2 separate regions of the Sus scrofa genome follow, and region 1 is linked to region 2. A link is a contact called in public promoter capture Hi-C data. All regions are on one chromosome and are shown on one strand. The core of a region is the stretch at or near the end of the contact, and the rest is flanking DNA. Distances in the headings are between cores, read along the strand shown.

Region 1 (3,219 bases), core at 99-2,598, 160 kb before region 2:
CAGATCTGATGTTACTGTGGCTCTGGTGTAGGCCTGCAGCTACACCTCTGACTGGACCCCTAGCCTGGGAACCTCCATATGCCAAAAAAGACCAAAAAAATAAATAAAAATGAAGTTATAAAAAAATTAAAGGAGCTGGACAATAAAAAATGTGAGGGAAAAGTTAGAGGAAACAGTACTCTTCAAAGTAGACAAGATTGAACACAATCGGGACACTCCGAAGAGTTCATCATAAGAGAAGAGACAGAGCATGTGAGCATGAAAGAAGCCTTGAAGATCATGTTAATCTTTGTCTTGAAAGCTCTGATGAGAGGAAGATAAGTCAAGAGAGATTTCTTAGTACACAACTCTTTCAGAGGCTTAGAGAGAGAACTAGAAAGAAGTTTTAAAATGAAGGGAAAGTTTAAGACAGAAAAGAGCTGAAGAGCTGTACCCAACAGGAGGGATGAAGTTAAAGATATGTCAAGGAGGGCCTCACAGGAGGGAGCAAGCAGTAGAGAGCATCTTTTGGAGGGGAGCAGGAACACCCAGTCTCTGAGATAGAGGGAAACTAGTCAGCTTGGTTGTGGATGTAGGTAATTTGGGTGGTTTGGGTGAGGCGGCTGGGCAAAGAATTGTAGAAATCCATGTTGGATGACCTTTATTATATCTCTGAAGTAGAAGACCAGGTCATCTGGTGAGTGATAGGGTCACTACTTATTTTGATTTGCAGGGTGGCCTTTCTTCTAAAAGCCACGCACAGAACCTGGAGCACTTCTCTTCACTCACTGTATATACGGGGATAAAAGACTTTTCTTCATGGGATTGTTGTATGTATGCACTGACACATGTACTTTTTCAGTATTATCACTATACTCTTGTGGGGTTGGGAGAGTGGACGTTTTGGTTACTAGTAAAAGTAGACTGGAAGCCTTCTGGTTGACCGTCTGCTAAATCGAATTGTTCACTCTTAATGACTTTCTAAGTCAAACACTCAGGTAGGTGAAGGAGTATTCATTAACAGTCTCCTTTCGCCGTAAAGCGTTCAAGAAAAGAACGCCAGTGCCCCGAGGACCTTACTGGAAGTCCTGCACAGTTTCGGCCCACGAACCGGAAAGTCAAGTCAGCAGTACACACCTGCGGTTTAGAGAAGCAACTGCCCCAATCTCGGCGGTGGCCCCTCCCCTTCCACAGGTTCAGGCCCTGCCCCTCTCTCCCATTGGCTGGCCCTCCCCCTCCCTCGACCACTCCGAAGACCCGGAGGAGCGGAGTTTTCCAAAGGCATCGTGGGGCGTCCTTGCTGCGCATGCTCGCGGGAAGCCGGATTCTGGGTCCGGAGTTAGAGGCTTTGGGCGGCCGCGGCAGAGCGCGCGGAGCCGGGGCGGCGGGGGAAGCGCGCGCTTAAAGCGTGGCGCCGGCGACGCGAGCACGCGGCGCGCTCCTGAGGAGGGAGGCGTGGGGTCGGCCGGGGGTGGTGCGTGGCCGGGGTGGGGGTGGGGGGAGGGTCGGGTGGCGGCGAGCGCGGCGAGCGGGTTCCAAGTGGCTGCAGGCGGCCTGGGCTGCCGGGGCCAACGCCTGGGTGGCTGCTGCCGCCGCCGCCGCCGCGCTTGCTGCGAGATGGCGATCTTGGGCGCGGAAGGGTGAGGGCGCCGCCGCTGCCGTGGCCGCTGGACCGCCGGGAGCCGACGGCTCCGCGCCGGGTAAGGACGCCGCGGTGCGGCGGGGGCCGGGGGGTGCAGGCGGGGCGGGGCAGGGGCCGGGGGGCGCGGGCCGGGAGCCCCCGCGGCTGTGCCGGCAGCCCCGCACCGGCCGCCCCGGGGCGGGACCCTCCGCGGGGCAGGCTGGGCCCGTCGCGCCGTCTGGGCTGCTGGCTCCAGCCCCGGGGGCCGAGACTTTTCTGGGGTGGGGTCGCCGGTCCTGCCCTGACTTGGTCCTGGCACAGGCCTGAGCTAATGATACTGGAGCGGAGAGAAGTGTTTCCGTGACTCGGCAGCCGCAGTTCTTAGGCTTCCTTCGCCCTCTACCTTCTCTTCCTTTCCCTAACAGCTCTCCAAAAACCTCCGAATATGTGGACTTAACTGCCGGTGCCCTGACTTTCACCGCAATTCCACCGTCCCAAACCAAGGACTCCCCGCCTTAGAACGTCTTTTTCTGATGTGTGTGTGTGTGTGTGTGTGTGTGTGTGTTTAAATCTCTCCGGGTTCTTCACTGACTCTGTAGCTCCCCCAGCACAACCCCCACCTCTACCTTTGTGACCTGGTAGGTCCCAGTGACCTTGCAGTTTTTACTAGTCCTTATCTTATCTGTGACTTGGACCTTTTTTCATCCTTTAAACTTTTTTTTAAAATAAATTTTGTAATTTGCCCCTTGCTTTTAAAACCTTTAAATGACCAGTCTTGTGCATAGCCCTTTCTTTGCTCCATCTGTTCGGAGTTGAGCTTCCTTTGCTCCCGTGATTATATGAAACCTTTATTACCAAAGAAGAGGAGTATCTGTCAATTTGACACTTTTACTCTTCCAGGATAAAGTATTTTCCAGGTTCTTGATGTGCCTTTCTTTTTCTGTTCGACGGGTTTTTATCTTTTTGTGTAGCAAATAAGCTTTAAAAGATGTGTTTCTGCTTTAAAATGCTATTGGTAATAAGCAGTGTAAAAGAACAACATCCAAAGTTATCTTCCCCCACTTTGGTGTTTTTGCCTGAAATACCTAGTGTGCAGTTGTATGCAGGTTTCTGGAAGAGTTCATGCTTAAGTATAAATCCACTTTGCGGGTCCCATTAGGTCTCTGTGTACTATGCAAGCAAAATGGACCTTTTAAAAAGAAAGGCGTTCTTTTATTTAGGTGACTTGTTTTTAGCCATAAGGTAGGTAATAGTTAATATTTTTTAAATTGAAAACTTACTGGCCAAGTGGTGGGAGCTCTTCAAATTGAGAAGTGTAAAGTATATGGGGGAGCAGTTCTGATGTAGTTTATTAACATTTTTAAATGCAAAACTCTTTATATGACCTACAACATAGGGCTTTGAAAAGCGGTAACTAAGGGTTATGTTTTTTGGAAGCTTGCCACGATAGAGGATGTTGCATATAAGGTCTCTGCCCTCAAGAGATAGTAATCTGCCTACCTTCCGAAGGCTGAAATTTCTTCTGCTTTCTTACACGGTTATTAAGCATCTACTGCATGACTGTGATGTATTGGGAATATAAAGATGAGGATGATGACAGTTTCTGCCTTCACAGACTC
Region 2 (3,179 bases), core at 143-2,642:
GATTCCTCAGAAAACTAATTATAGAACTACCATATGATCCAGTGATCCCACAACTAGGCATATATCCAGACAAAAGTTTCATTCAAAAATATGCACCCCTACGCTCAAAGCAGCACTATTCACAATACCTAAGACATGGAAACAACCTAAATGTCCATTGACAAATGAATGGATTAAAAAGATACGGAACATATATACAATGGAATACTGCTCAGCCATAAAAAAGAATGAAATGCCATTTACAGCAACATGGATGCAAATAAAGATTCTTAAACTAAATGAACTAAGTCAGAAGAGAAAGACAAACACCATGTGATATGCAATTTAAAATATGGCACAAGTGAACATATCTACAGAACAGAAACAGACTCACAGACAAGGAGAACAGACTTGTAACTCTCAAGGGGGAAAGGGGAAGGAGTGGGATGGAGTGGTAGTTTGGGATTAGTAGATGTAAACTATTACATTTAGACTAGATAAGCAATGATGTCCTGCTATATAGCACAGAGAACTATATCCAATCACTTATGACAGAACATGATGGAAAATAATATAAGAAAAAGAATGTGTATATATATATATTGATATATATATAAATCACTGGGTCACTCTGCTGTACATCAGAAATAGAACATTGTAAATCAACTATATTTTAATAAAAAATGTTTAATAAACTGAAAAAAATGGGCCCCAATGAGCCTTGCTTTCTAATATTCACTACCCTTAATTGTAACAGGCTGAACTTACTGACTCCCTTGGAAGAAAGAGAATATGCAGAAGTGAAAATGGAGTATTGGCTATTATTACCTAAATTATATCACATGCACGGATGCTCCATCTCACCTTTCAACCCCCTTTCAGAGATTAAACAAACCAAGGCCTAGGAATAGTCTAACAGACATGCCAGGAGCTCCCCTTGTGACTCATTGGGTTAATAACCCAACACAGTATCCCTGAGGATTCAGGTTCTATCCCTGGCCTTGCTCAGCAAGATAAGGATCTGGCTTTGCCACAGTGCAGTGTAGGTTACAGATGCAACTCAGATCCAGCATTGCTGTGGCTGTGGCATAAACTGGAGGCTGCACCTTCAATTCAACCCCTACTCCTAACCCAGGAATTTCCATATAACACAGGTACCGGAAGTAAAAAAAGAGAAATGCCAAAACTAGGATGACAATCCAACACCCCAACATACTTCCTTAACATTATGCAAATAAAATAAACTCAAACATAATTTTTAAAAGGAAATAATATAAAATCTTTCTGAATCCTAGAAATTTTCAAAAACCAAAACACCACAAACTTTTCAGAGTGCTGTTACTGTATACTGTATACGGCAATCATCAAAAACGAAAATTATCTCACAGGGGTCAAAGACCTTCCCTCCTACTGCTCTCTCCGTATTTGCACAGAAAAGATAAAGAGCAGAGTCTCCGGGTAGATGAGAGAGCTCCTCCTCCTCCGACCCCAGTTTTCAGAGAGGAAAAGGAGCCTTGCGAAAGGGAGAGGACTAGTCCGTCGCTTTCACCGGGGGCGTTCCTGGCACATCTGGCCCAAGTTCCTTCAGTTCCTAAGGTGAGGCCAGGCCACCAAGCCTGAAGAAGGAAGGGGCTGCCGGAGTCCAGCCGGTAGGGGAGGGAAGTGAGAGCCAGGACTGCGAGGGTACCTCAGAGCCGCGGAGTGGCCAAGGAACGCACCGCCCACGGCTGCCAGCAGCACCCGTCGGGAGCCGAAGTGCCCGCGCGGAGCTCCGTCCCAAAGGGAGCGAGCGCCAGAGTCGTAAGGTTAGCGCCATGATCTAAAAACCAGAGGCCTGACCCTTCACCCCCTGGGCTCGCTACCCAGCCGGGCGGAGATAAAGGAGTCACAGTCCTTCCCGAGAAAGCCCCACCGACTTCCGGGGCGGTGCCTCTTTAGCGCAGCAGCTTCCGGTCCACGGGTCTGGCGGGGGAGGGAAATAGACCGATTGGGTGGGACTTAGCGGCCGAGGGGACTGAGGTGGTAAGCGCCCTTCTGGCCGCTGGTTTATTGGCGCTCCTTGTGCAGACTGGGTCTCTTGGTTTTGGCAGGAGAGATCGCCAGAACAGACTTGAAAGCTGGGAAATAGGCCAGAGGATTTACGTATGCAAGAAAATAATGATTTGTTATTCTCTGCTGCCTTCAAAGATGAGCATTTTGGTGTGTTTTTTAGGAAATAATGCTTGGAAGTAGTAAACTGCTCCACCTAAAGAAGGAAATAGAAGAGACTGAGAGACTGGGGGGGGGGGAAGGGGAGTTTCCCAGGGAGGAGAGAGATGCCAGAAATGAACACAGAACCTGAAGCCCATGCTGGTCTAGTAAGAAAGCCTAGGGAGAGGAGGCCTCTGGACAGGAAGTTGACGCCTTGCTATGCTATGGCAAGTGTGAAATAAAACCCTTAGTTTCCCCTCAAAATATTAAGTAAGGTCGATATTACTTCTCACTGGCTTGGAATTGTTGTAGAGGGAATAAACAGGTTTTGAATCCTGCTTCAGAGTTGATGTTGGTGAAAACCCAAGCTGCAAACCTACTATATGGAATATATGGGGAAAAATTATGGGCAGTAAAGGAAGATATTGTTTTTTTAAATTAGGTTGCACTTATATAGTACTTTTAATACTACATAGTGAGTTAACACACACATTTCATTTGAACTTCCCAACTACCTTGTTAAGTAACTGGGGTCCCAAGTTAATAAACTCGTGAACTATAGCTCAAAGAGATTTATTAGCCCAGGACTCATAGCTCATAGGTGTTGGTAGAGTAGAATCCATATCTTCTAACTCCAAGTCCAGTGCTTCTATATGATTTCCTTTATGGTTTATCACAGGATACGGAATATAGTTCCCTGTGCTATACAGTAGGACCTTGTTGTTTATCCATCCTATATATAATAGTTTGTATCTGCTAACCCCAAACTTCCACTCCCAATCCTTCCCTCTCAAGCCACCCCCCAACCTTAGCAACCAGAATTCTATTCTCTATATCTGTAAGTCTCTGTTTCATAGATATGTTTATTTGTGTCATATTTTAGATTCCACATATAAGTGATACCATATGGTATTTGTCTTTCTCTAACTTCACTTACTATAGTAGTCCCTAGGTTCATCTACATTGATGCAAATGGCATAATTTCATTCTTTTTTTTGGCTGGTAATATT

Evidence for each region. Promoter capture Hi-C pulls out the DNA fragments that hold promoters and counts their contacts.
Region 1: a contact with region 2 is called in a promoter capture Hi-C map of fetal liver, with 3 times the contacts expected there. The contact joins the promoter of WWP1 here to the promoter of CPNE3 in region 2. A contact is called at or near these places in 1 of 5 promoter capture datasets (fetal liver), 1 of 47 Hi-C or Micro-C datasets (heart right ventricle) and 2 of 2 datasets of contacts at active chromatin or transcription factors (alveolar macrophages and skeletal muscle).

What each region holds. Positions count from the first base shown.
Region 1 is chr4:50,507,359-50,510,577 of Sscrofa11.1, reverse strand. WWP1 (NEDD4-like E3 ubiquitin-protein ligase WWP1) reads left to right here and starts at 1,348. Exons shown (of 26, transcript XM_013996633.2): 1 at 1,348-1,679.
Region 2 is chr4:50,343,613-50,346,791 of Sscrofa11.1, reverse strand. It overlaps CPNE3 (copine-3), which reads left to right and starts at 1,392. Exons shown (of 16, transcript XM_021089156.1): 1 at 1,392-1,575. RMDN1 (regulator of microtubule dynamics protein 1) reads right to left here and starts at 1,906. Exons shown (of 9, transcript XM_021089160.1): 1 at 1,667-1,906. The coding sequence starts at 1,795.